Linked DNA regions of Sus scrofa: region 2 is linked to region 1. Evidence: chromatin contacts called from public HiChIP or PLAC-seq data. All regions are on one chromosome and are shown on one strand. The core of a region is the stretch at or near the end of the contact, and the rest is flanking DNA. Distances in the headings are between cores, read along the strand shown. Region 1 has its middle 140 kb from the start of SMAD2. Region 2 has its middle 120 kb from the start of SMAD2.

Region 1 (5,586 bases), core at 1,643-4,142:
ACAGCAGAGCCCCACAACAGAGAATGACCCAGCCCTGAGTGTCAGTACTGCCAGCATGGGGACACCCTGGCCTTAGACCCTAGTCCAGAATGTCAGTGGGAGGTGAAGACCTGAGTGGGCCCAGGCTCGCCACTGTCATGAGAGGACAGACATTAAAGGTGACAGAGATGTCCCTGCCAAGCCAGAGAGCCTCAGTGCACACGATTCTCTCCCAGAGGTCCCCAGCCTCCACACGAGCCCCCTGGCACTCTGTTAACATTCACTGCGTAAAGCTCTGTCAGATGGGACTCGGAGCCTGATTACACGTTGGAGTTTCTCTCTTTGTTCTTTTTCTTTTTCATTTCAAATAGTCAGCCGTGCCCTGGTTTGCTTCTTAGTCCCAAGGACTCTTGCAGAGTGGAAAGCAGAAAAAGATCCAGGAAGACAAGGGCCAGAAATGGCACTACCTAAGGGAGGGGGCCACATATTGTGGGAGGGGCGGGGGGGAGGGAAGCTGGCAGAGGCCAAGGAACCCAGGCCTCAAACAGGCCTCCACAGCAGGAAGACCCAGGGATTCTCAGGCAACCATAGCTGCCTGGAGCAGGACACATTGGAAGCAATGTCCTGGGTGCCTGGGAGTCTGGAGGTTTCCACACAGCTGTGTTCAGACAGGAGCTAAAGCACCATCTTTCCTGAATGAGCTGCCACTGAGGCAGGTGCTTGGGAGAAGGCAAAGCAGGAAACCTGTGAGCAGAACGGGGTGGAGTGTCAAGCCAGGCCCTCTCCGCCCTGTGGTCAGAGTGCCCTGTGGCTGGTACAACTCCAGAGCTGCCTGGCCTCAGAGGCCACTGGGGACAGACACTGGCTGAGCCATCTTCCAGCCTTTCTTCCTCTCTGGCACTTGGGAACTTGTGTAAAACTGCCTGCTGCCTTCCCTTACAGCCCCTCCTAGAAAGTCGGTCTTGTTGAAACGAAAGCAACAGGGCGGGACACAAGGAAGGCGTCTTGAAGGGGTCAGTTTGACCAGTTAGAGTGGTGGTGAGATAAAGCAGCCCAAATTTCTCCTCCATCCTCCCCTTGCTGAGGAGGAACCAAGGCCAGGAGGAGGAGACAACCAGACCAGAAGGTTTCCAGTCAGAGCCCCACCCCCAAATCTGAGGAGCCCTCTTAACCCTAGTGGGCCTCGCTCTGTGCAGAGACAAATGGGGGGATGAAATCTCAGCTTAGCAGACCCCGTTTTTTTAAACTCAAATCCCATTTCCCTATTGACCCACAGGAACATCTTGGAGATCGTTAATCTTCATTTCTGATAGATTTTCTGTCAATATTTCCCTGTCTTGCCCCCACCCCAGCCTTTCCATCAAGTAGTTAATGAGCTGTAAACAAACACTTGGATGCACTGGGGGGTGGGGGGCGGTCTTCCAAGAAGCCTTTTGAATAGTGGATCAACCTTCATGACACAAATGGCAGCCTCTGGTTCTGCTAGAGGTGTACAAGTGTGTGGGGCTTTTGTTTTTGTGGGGGGTTTTTTTGTTTTTAGGGCCACACCCATGGCAAATGGAAGATCCCAGATTAGGAGTCAGAGCTGTAGTCACCAGCCTACATCACAGCCACGGCAACACTGGATGCCACCCGCATCTGAGACCTACACCACAGCTCACCACAACACCAGATCCTTTAACCCATTGAGCAAGGCCAGGGAGGGAATCCACGTCCTCATGGATACCAGTCCGGTTCTGTTACTGAGCCACAACAGGAACTCCTGCACAGGTGTGTTTAGTTTTTCTCACTTGGGGTCCCCAAGACTAATGAATTGAGGACAACCCCTCCCCTTCCTCAGGGAGGGTAACAACTACCCAACTTAAAGGCAGTGCTTTAACAAACCAAACTCCCCTCTCCTCTGCCTCTCACCACCCGGGACGCTCCTTGGACTTTCTCCTCCCTCCCTTCTCCCCCCCCCCCCCACCCCGCAGGCTGACGAGGAGCCAGCTGCTGCTCTGGGTTAAGGGTTCCAGAAGGAGGAGGCTAAAGTCAGAAGCACAAGGTAGGCGGGCTTACCTGGGATTGAGCCACGGAAGTTCCAACTTGCCCTTCCTGTGGGAAGAGTGGCCTGGGTGGGGCCCCTCGATGGTGTCCCGGGTGCCCGGGGGGCTCTGGTTTTGGAAGCTCCCATAGGTGACAGTGGACTGGAGAAATCGAGCTTGACTCCACAGTTTGGTTTCAGGTCACCCAGGGCATATCACAAAGACCACGTGAGGTGGGGGGGTCTCAGTTTTCTCCCCCCCTTCGATGGGGTGAGACATTCCTTCCCTGCCTACCTCCCAGGCGGTTCTGAGGATCCTGGAGCGCAAGATTTGGGAGCAGTCTAGAGGTGTCACAGATGTCTAAGAGGTGACCATCCCTCCCTCGCCCAGTCCCTCTGGCCCCAACACCCCCGGAGTCCCCATCTGTCCGCCCCACCCGCCAGAGCCCGGGAGTTTTCCTGCAGCCCGCCTGAATGTTAACACGCAGGGAAAACTTCAAGGAAAACATACAGCTGATAAAAATTTAATGCTATATGTAACAAAGCAGAATGAATATTTAATCCGTGCTTTTATGCGAAACCACATAACCAACTGGCCCCACGCGGCGGCGAGGGCGGCGCTGCTCTTCCCCGCTCGCGGCGCCCCGCGCCGGCACCGAAGCAGTTAAGCTGCTGGCAACAAGCAGCTCCTAATAAACACTCGGCTAATTCTGTAGGAAAAGCACTAATTAGAAAAGCAATAATAATCGGTGTAATTGCTCTAAATTACCCTCCTAACAGAGAACTCCGCTCGTAGCCGGCAACACAGCTGCCGCCGCCTACCCCGCTCCCCGCGTTCTCGGCCCCGCGCTCTGCTGCCCCCTGGTGGCCGCTGCGCGCCGCACCCTCCTGGCAGCGCGGAGCCATCAAGCAAACCCTGGCGCTCGGGCGCCTCCTGGTGACCAATTCGCCGCGTTGACCTGAGGACCGGCCAGCGGCTCGGGAACCCGGGCACCTCTCCTTGGACTTTCTCCTCCCGCCTCCTCTCTCCCATTGGACGGCTGACAAGGCGCCAACTTCACATTGGCTGGACGCCGGAAGAAAGAACGATATCAAAATAATAATGGAATGAGGGGCCCTCTAAAGAGTTCTCGGGATAGTGTGGATTTGGGGGATTGCTTTTGGGGAATGCGTTTGGAACAGACAAGCCCAAAGTGGGAGCTCAGGATTACAGGAGAAGATGCCTAGGAAGGCCAGGACATTTTCTGAGAGCCCAGTCCCACACAAGCCTTTGGAGAACCGTGGGTTGGAGGGCCTTCATTTGATCTGGCCTGAGATTAACGAGGGCACGATGGTTTATGAACCGTTGCAGAAGTTTCTAATTAGCCTCCCTTCTACCATCTGTGCCCCCCTCCCCAGCCCATCCTCCACCACGCAGCCACGTCCTGGTAAAACACGAGTCTCATCATGTCACTTCTCACTCAAAATCCCAGTGGCTCATCTCACTCAGAGTTAAAGCTGAGTCCTATCAGTGGCCCTCAAGACACTGCGTGCTCAGACCCCGCCCTCTTCCTCTCCTTTTCCACTCACTTCGTTCCAGCCATGTTGGCTCACTTGATAGTCACAAACGCCAAGCACAGTCCTACCTGGGCCCTCCCCTCTGCCTGCAGTGCCCTTTGCCCCCTTAGCCACAGAGCTGGTTCCAGCCCAGCTTTTCCATGGCTGCTCAATGCCCCTCTTCAGAGGCCTGTCCTGACCCCCATATCTAAAAGAACATCCCCATCATGCATCATCCCCTTACCCACCTTGGTTTCCTTCATAGAAATTCTTCATCTGACAAAATATATATCTGTTTATTTTTGTCTCCCTCACTGGACTGGAGGATCCATAAAAGCAGGCATTTTTCCTCTTGTTCATTCGTGTATCTTCGCATCTGAAAGAGTACCTGCCATATAACATGAGTTCAGTAAATGCTTGATAAATGCTAAATTATTAAAACATCAAACACCACAAAGAAATGAATTTCTAATGGTGGAATTTCAGACACTACAGGAATTGCTAATAGACACAACACAGTACGAGGCATGTAAGTGCTAGAAATGGTTTGTAGAATGATGGGCCTTCTTGATGTCTCTGTAAGCATCCTTTGTCTCTATCAGGTAAGTGGTTGCTTTAACCCCTTCCTTAGAAAAGCATTCAATATACAGTTACCAATTTATTGTTGTTGGATGGTTTGTTTGGCTGATTCTCTGACAGTGAGTATCTGGGGCAGGGGGTGGCAGGGTGGCACACCTGTTTTCTTCCCCCAGGCGAGGTTCAAGGAAGCACATACACAGTTGGCATCATCCCTCTTCCCAATGGTCTCTCTGGGCTTTAGGTGCCTAGACTAATTGTTCCTGGCCTAGCCAAATGGAAAATATAATTTCTAACTAATTAGCCCTGAGTTTGGTGCCCCTCATCATGTTACGGGACTGCCCCTCTCCCAAGAGAGGTGGGTTCCCCACCCACATGTGGCCAACATTTGACACTGCCTCTGTGGAGAGGGAGACAAAGGCCCCCAGCCTGGCCATTGTCTGCGCTCAGAGTTCATGGGCAGGCAGACACAAAAGCCTGATGAATTCTTCATGACCCTCTGAAAGGGTGGCTCCCTCAGCCCCCATCATGGACCACAGGTGAGCACTTGAATGGAAGAGAGAAGGACATGATCTTTTCAACCCACCAGTTCCCTCTCTCGAGTCTTTGAACAGAGTGCCCTGAACCTCCTTTGCCAGCCTCCTCACCTTGGAGATGCCAACCCTGCAGTTTAGCGGAAACTAGAATCTCCGCCATCAGGTCAAAGCAGGGTCACCCCAGCATCCAGAGGAATGCGCCTCCCTTCCACACCACAGATACTGCTGCTGAGAAAGGCTTCTGGGGCTCATGGGGTGAGACCCTGGCTCTTGGCAGGACTGTTACTTCCTCTGCTCTGGAAAGGGTCTGCAGAGAGAGATCTGCCCCTCCTTCCACAAGGAAAGTCCTGGGGAGAAAGCCTCCCCCAAGCTTCCTCTCCATCCCACAGGAGTCCTGCCCAGACTGGGCCTGAGCTCAAAGGGGTGCCCTCTTCCAGGGCACCCTCTGCCAGTGGATCCCAGGCGGTGTGAGGACTGCAGGTTTCAGCCCCGTTCTGACACTGAGGGTCCAAACCTCACTGCTTTCTGCCCTCAAATCACTCCCTCACCCAAGATGTCCTTGAAGGGAAGAGGCGACAGTTCTCTGGCCAAGTCCTTTATCCAGTAACAAGTGGAGAGAGGAAGGACGATGCTGGGGGAGGGGCTGGATTTGAATTAATGAGCTATGTACTTTCCTTACCCCATAATCCACAGCATTTGATGCAGCGGCCAATTTAACTTAGTGGTGGGATAATTTGTCATGAGGTTGTTAGGCTGGAGAAACTGGGGTGGGATGAGAAAGGGTGGGCAAAGCAGGGCCAAACAGAACAGGGGGCTCTCCCAAGCGCCCCTTAGAAATCTTCCCTGGGGAGGCCCACTCCATGGACCAGGAGCCCAAGGGCAGGGCTCCTCAGGGGCAGAGCTAGGATAGGATCAGGGAGGGAGGGGCCCAGCCTT
Region 2 (5,586 bases), core at 1,999-4,498, 260 kb after region 1:
CAGGCTTCTCAGAAGAACTGGTGCAGACAAGCACCTTTAAGGTGCATGACCCCGGCCTGGGCAAGAGGAGGAAAGGGACAAGGAGGCTGCCCACTTCTGTCCTCCCCTTAAAGCCTCCTGGAGTGACGGGATCGGGGGCCAGGCAGGAGGTGGTTGGGTCTAGGAAGAAGGTTGGCCATTCATATCACAAGGTGATCTTGCTTCTCCTACTCTTGCTCTGGTTCTGGAAAGAATTTCTGCCCTGCAGCTGCCATCAGCTCAGCTGGAGCTGAGAGAGTAGAAACTGAAGTCATGGCAATTAGAGAGCTGTGCAAAATCATCAGCCTGCTGACCAATGTTTCAAAGAATGCAAAAGAGAAGGTGATAATATTCCAGAGTTTTCAGCTTCTTGGGAAACTACCAAGTCAAGTACCCAGGGCCAGTCACAGCAGGACCCTCTGCCCCCCCCACCATGTCCTTTAGCCTTCAGATGGTCCTCAGACTCACAGTGGGTAATTTATATGCATAGAGTTTATCAAAGCGCTCAGAGGGTGTGAAGCTCACAGCTAATTTCACCCCATCAGAGGCCTCTGAAAATGGGGTGTTAGGAGTGGTCTCTCTTATCCGAAACAGCCACGGTGATCCCCTTATTTATTTATTTATTTATGTCTTTTTAGGGCCACACCAGCAGCATATGGAAGTTCCCAGGCTAGGGGTCGAATTGGAGCTGTAGTTGCTGGCCTACACCACAGCCACAGCAACGCCAGATCCAAGCCACATCTGCGACCTACACCACAGCTCATGGCAACACCGGATCCTTAACCCACTGAGAAAGGCCAGGTGTCGAACCCACATCTTCATGGACACTAGTTGGGGTCATTACCACTGAGCCATGATGGGAACTCCCATGATCCCCATTTTTAGGTGAGAAAACAGAGATTCAGAGGTTGCCAGCTATGAGGTGCAAGCCTAGCCCTGCCACCCAGGTGTTCTGGGGCCAAGCTGAGGTCTTTTTCACCCACTTAATCTGCTCTGTTAAGCCACGATGCCGAAATACACATCAAGGGTGGAAAAGAGTAATCTACAGTCTGGGAGCCAAATCCAGCTCTGTGCCTGTTTTTGTAAATAAAGTTTTATTGGAACACAGCTGAGTCCATTTACTATGCATTGTCCGTGGCTACTTCACTCCCACTGCAGTGCTGAGTGGTTGTAGCAGAGACTGTTCGCCCCTGCGAAACCTAAAATATCTACTATCTGGCCCTTTTTAGTCAAGGTCTGCACTGGGCTAGAATATATAAATCAAGATGGATTTCTCTGGCAGTTCCCATCGTGGCGCAGCAGAAACAAATCTGACTAGGAACCATGAGGTTGTGGGTTTGATCCCTGACCTCACTCAGTGGGTTAAGGATCTGGCATTGCCCCGTGAGCTGTGGTGTAGGTCAAAGAAGTGGCTTGGATCTGGCATTGCTGTGGCTGTGGTGTAGGCCAGCAGGTGCAGCTCTGATTTGACCCCTAGCCTGGGAACCTCCATATGCCGCAGGTGCAGCCCTAAAAAGCAAAAAAACAAAAAGATGGATTTGATGGCTTTCTCCAAGAAAGTGTGTCATCAGGCAAGTTACTTCTTAACCCAAGACCTGATATCTGAGTCCACAGAATCAATGCCAATGACCACAGGAACTTGTATTTAATCAATTGATAATGACATCAGGCACGGACGTCATCAAAGCTCTCAAGTGACAGTCTCAGCAGCCATTTACTGATGAGACTGGAGTGGGTGGTAACTGTGAGGAAACAACCACCTCACAGGGGAAGAGGTCTGTGCTGGAGGCTAGAAGCTGAGGAATAGAGGAAGGGACAGGTTTAAGGGGAAACTGACCTAGCCTTGGGGTTGAAAGCAGACCTCACTGTTCCAGCTCTGGAAGGAAACTGCAGGGCTGAAAGGGAGGGTGGAAAGTGCACACACAGTGGATGCTCCATCAGCATCCTCTATAGAAATGCTCGATACCAGTCAGTTTTTGCCCTGTGAGCAACAGCCCGGCAGAGGGGGCAGAGCTGGAGAAGACAGGATCCTTCTGGCCAAAGTCCATGTGGAAAGGAATGATTTTTTATCCCTTCCCCTTGATAAGGGGCCCAGTTCAGTGGCCTGTGTGTGTGTGTGTGGCCATCCCCTGGGATCTAGGAGGTTCTCTGAGACTGGCCTTGAGAGGTGGATGGGGACTTGCTGTGACCCCCCCCCAGGATGTGGGTCATGGAACAAAGATGAACTGGCCCAGGATGCTGACTAAGAAGTTGTGTCTCCGAAAGCAGAGGGTCAGAACGGTCTGCATCTGCTTCTCTTCCTTGATCACCGCCCCCTACCCACTTCAAGCCTTGGTGGATACTCCAGCCTGGTCTCAGGCAAGCACAAGGGTTAAGGGAGGGGTCCCACACCCAGTTTGGGGCCACAGCATGGAATCAGGAATGGCAGCACCCATGGCAGTGTGCCCAGCAGAGTCTTCTCCCCTTGCCAACTCCGGCAGCTCTGGGTTTTGTTTTGTAGGAGAAAGTGGCACTCCCTTCTCCAGAGGAGATGCTAGACAAGGGTAGCTTCTGAAAGCAGAAGATGGCAAAGACCAAGGGACAAAGGGCAGTGTGATCGGGTGACGAAGGGTCCTGGCCAGGAGAGGTTCCCCTTGCTCTGGGGATGGTGATACTGCAGAGGGTCTCCTGGTAGACTGTGCACACGGGAGCCTAGGGTGGGGGACCACTGCTATGTGCTTCTCTGCATCTCCGCTGACCTTAGTCCATATCCCGGCCTCGGAGGGTGAGGTATCCGGGGGCCACCACTGTCTCTCGTCCCCTCTTAAACATGGCTCTGCTGGACCTGGCTAAATGAACAGGAGCTTCTGTTCTAAAGCAGTGAGCTCTCCTCTCTCTCCCTCAAACTCCATCCCGAGTCCGATCTCTGCTCAGCGCTCGGATGGAGGCTTCTGTGCGGGAATCTTTCCCAGCGGGTGGGGAGTCACAGCACCTCCTCCCCTGCCTGCTTGCCCGGCTACGCAGAATCTCCCGCAGCAGCCATGTCTGGCGTTATAGTTTTTTCTACTTGGGGCGTAGATCCTTCTGTGGGGCCTTCCAGCCTGCCTTGGAACCGCAGAGCCAGAGCCCCCACGTTCCCCGCGGCTCCGCCCCCGCCTCGCCCCCACTCGTGGCTGCGCTTTGTTCCCTACGTGGCGCAGCTGCGCGCGGCGGCCACACGGGGGCGCGGCGGGGCTGGCGGCAGCCGGCGGGGACCGGCCTCCTTCCTCGTCCCTTCTCTTCTCCTCTCCCCTCCCCTCCCCGTGCTGTGCCCCCGCCCGTGCCCAACCGGGCTCAGCGACGAGCGCGCCAGGCTTCCCGGACCGGGCCGGGCAGCTGGGCGCCTTGGGGGTACTTCCGATTCGGAGCCTCCCCACCCTTTGACAAAACAGCCCCTTCCTAGGGACCCCGCCTGGAACCCAGCCCGCAGTGTCCCGCTGCCCGGTTCCCGCCGGCGCGCTGGAGTCGGGGACAGACTCCAGGCGGCGCCAGCCCACACGCATCACCCGCCCCACCGCAGCGCCCCCCAGCCCTGCCCCCCGGTGTCTCTGTGACCAGCGCGGGTGCTTTTATTCTGGGGGAAATTTCTCCCAAGTCTCACTTTACACTGGGGAAGAAATTCCTCCCTTACTCCTTCCTATCGGTTATCTATAAATACTTCCAGACTTCTAATAGGCGCTCCGTATACGTTGATGAGCTGAGCGAATTCTGTTAGGTGTAATTTTTTAGACCCCACGGTTTCCACTTCCCGCAAAGTGGGAGTTGGCATGCTGAGGGAACTCTCTGCTGCCCCCATGTGGGTGCCTCTTGCCTCCACAAGCGGCAGGTCGCAATCTGCATATTCTTAACTGGATACACCAGCTCCTGGCCCCCAGCATAGCGTACTCCAGAGTTGTCCCTGCTTGTGTCCTGGGAGCTGAGGGAGGTTGGGTTGCAGTTGGGCAGCATGTGGAGGGGAGGTCCGGCCACATGTTTCTATAGTTGCGTGGGTCTCCCATGGTGTCTTCAACAGCTTTACGTGCCAGGCACATCCTGAGAAATTAACAGCTCATCCTTCTAATTTAAAAAGAGGATGTCCTTGTACTTCTTTCTTCCAGCTTTCCCACAGGATCCGGCAATTGATTAACCGTCATAATCAGATTACCCAAAACAACAACTCAGATAATCACTGGGATAAGTAATGTATGAGGCTCTGCCCCTCCCTGCCTCCTGCCTCCCCTCCTCTCTTCCCTCCTTCCTTCCTTTTCCATTTGAAGAATAAAAGAAAAGCAAAAGGAAAAATGTAAAGAAACATAAACACAATCATTTATTTATTCTGCTTTTTGGGGCCGCACCTGAGGCATGTGGAAGTTCCCAGGCTAGGGACTGAATCGAAGCTCCAGCTGCTGGCCTACATCACAGCCACAGCAATGCTGGGTCCCGGACCCAGGGACTGAACCTGTATCCTCAGGGATACTAGTCGAATTTGTTTCCACAGTGCCACAATGGGAACTCCAGAACAGTTATTTAAAATGTTATTGATATGGAGATTCCGTCCTGGCGCAGTGGAAACAAATCCGACTAGGAACCATGAGGTGGCAGGTTGGATCCCAGGCTTCCCTCAGTGGGTTAAGGATCTGGCATTGCGGTGAGCTGTGGTGTTGGTCACAGACGATGCTCTGATCTGGCATTGTTGTGGCTGTGGTGTAGGCCAGCAGCTGTAGGTCCAATTAGACTGCTAGCCTGGGAACTTTCATTTGCCTCTGATGCGGCCCTAAAAAGCAAAAAGCAAAGGAAAAAAAAAGTTGCTGATAGATCAAAGAAGAAAGAAAAGCAACAGTGACTGAGCACCTATTAATGGCACATGGGGCCGGAGTTCCCCATGGGCCTTCTGGCCCCATCAGAAACTTCCAAGTGTATGCTATCACCTTCATTCTATGAACCAAAACACACTCAGTAACACTCCCCTTCTGACCCCCCCAGAGCAGTGGGCGGGGCCTAAGTGCAGACTGGGAGGGAAAGTTCCCCATCTTTTCCAGAAACCAGGAGCGCCCTCTGGAGGAGGAAGTAAGGTAGTGAGCCCCAGTATTCCCCAGGGCGTCGTTCTGGGCACATTTTGCTATGTTCTTTCCTGCGATGCCACCCTCGCTTCCCCCAGCTGCAGCACCCCCCTCTGCCACAAAGGCCCACCTGTGTGAGCCATTTTAGCTATCAGAATAGGAAAATGCACTTTTGCATTTCAGAGTGGAGCTCCTATAGGAGTGATGTTGAAATGGCAACAAAAAAAGCCTGTTTTCATTAAAACACACATTCAGGCTTTGCTGTGCGGAGTAAATTAGGAAAAGCCAATTTGAGGAAGGAAGCTCAACATGGAGCTTACTTCTCAGTAAGATAGCAGAGAAGTGTGGATTCGAGTGTGGGAGAAAGTAGAGGTGGCTGTATCCACCGCCAGGGAGAGAGAGGGCAGAAATGACCATGCTGAGGAGGCTTACTGCTTGGGAAGTTACCTTTATTTATTTATTTTTTTAAATTTATTTTTGTCTTTTTTTTGGGAGGTTCTCAGGTTAGGGG

What was found. HiChIP or PLAC-seq counts read pairs in DNA pulled down with a chosen protein or histone mark.
Region 2: a contact with region 1 is called in an H3K27ac HiChIP or PLAC-seq map of skeletal muscle, with 3 times the contacts expected there. The contact joins two enhancer-like sites. A contact is called at or near these places in 3 of 47 Hi-C or Micro-C datasets (all in blood) and 2 of 2 datasets of contacts at active chromatin or transcription factors (alveolar macrophages and skeletal muscle).

Annotation. Positions count from the first base shown.
Region 1 is chr1:97,340,504-97,346,089 of Sscrofa11.1, forward strand. No RefSeq gene overlaps it. Among named protein-coding and RNA genes, the nearest start is that of SMAD2, 140 kb to the right of the region's middle. Within about 2 kb of position 2,893, at least 9 of the 83 cell types and tissues checked have an H3K27ac peak or open chromatin away from gene starts, as enhancers often do. A contact at or near this core is called in skeletal muscle, where this site is marked.
Region 2 is chr1:97,598,638-97,604,223 of Sscrofa11.1, forward strand. No RefSeq gene overlaps it. Among named protein-coding and RNA genes, the nearest start is that of SMAD2, 120 kb to the left of the region's middle. Within about 2 kb of position 3,249, at least 52 of the 83 cell types and tissues checked have an H3K27ac peak or open chromatin away from gene starts, as enhancers often do. A contact at or near this core is called in skeletal muscle, where this site is marked.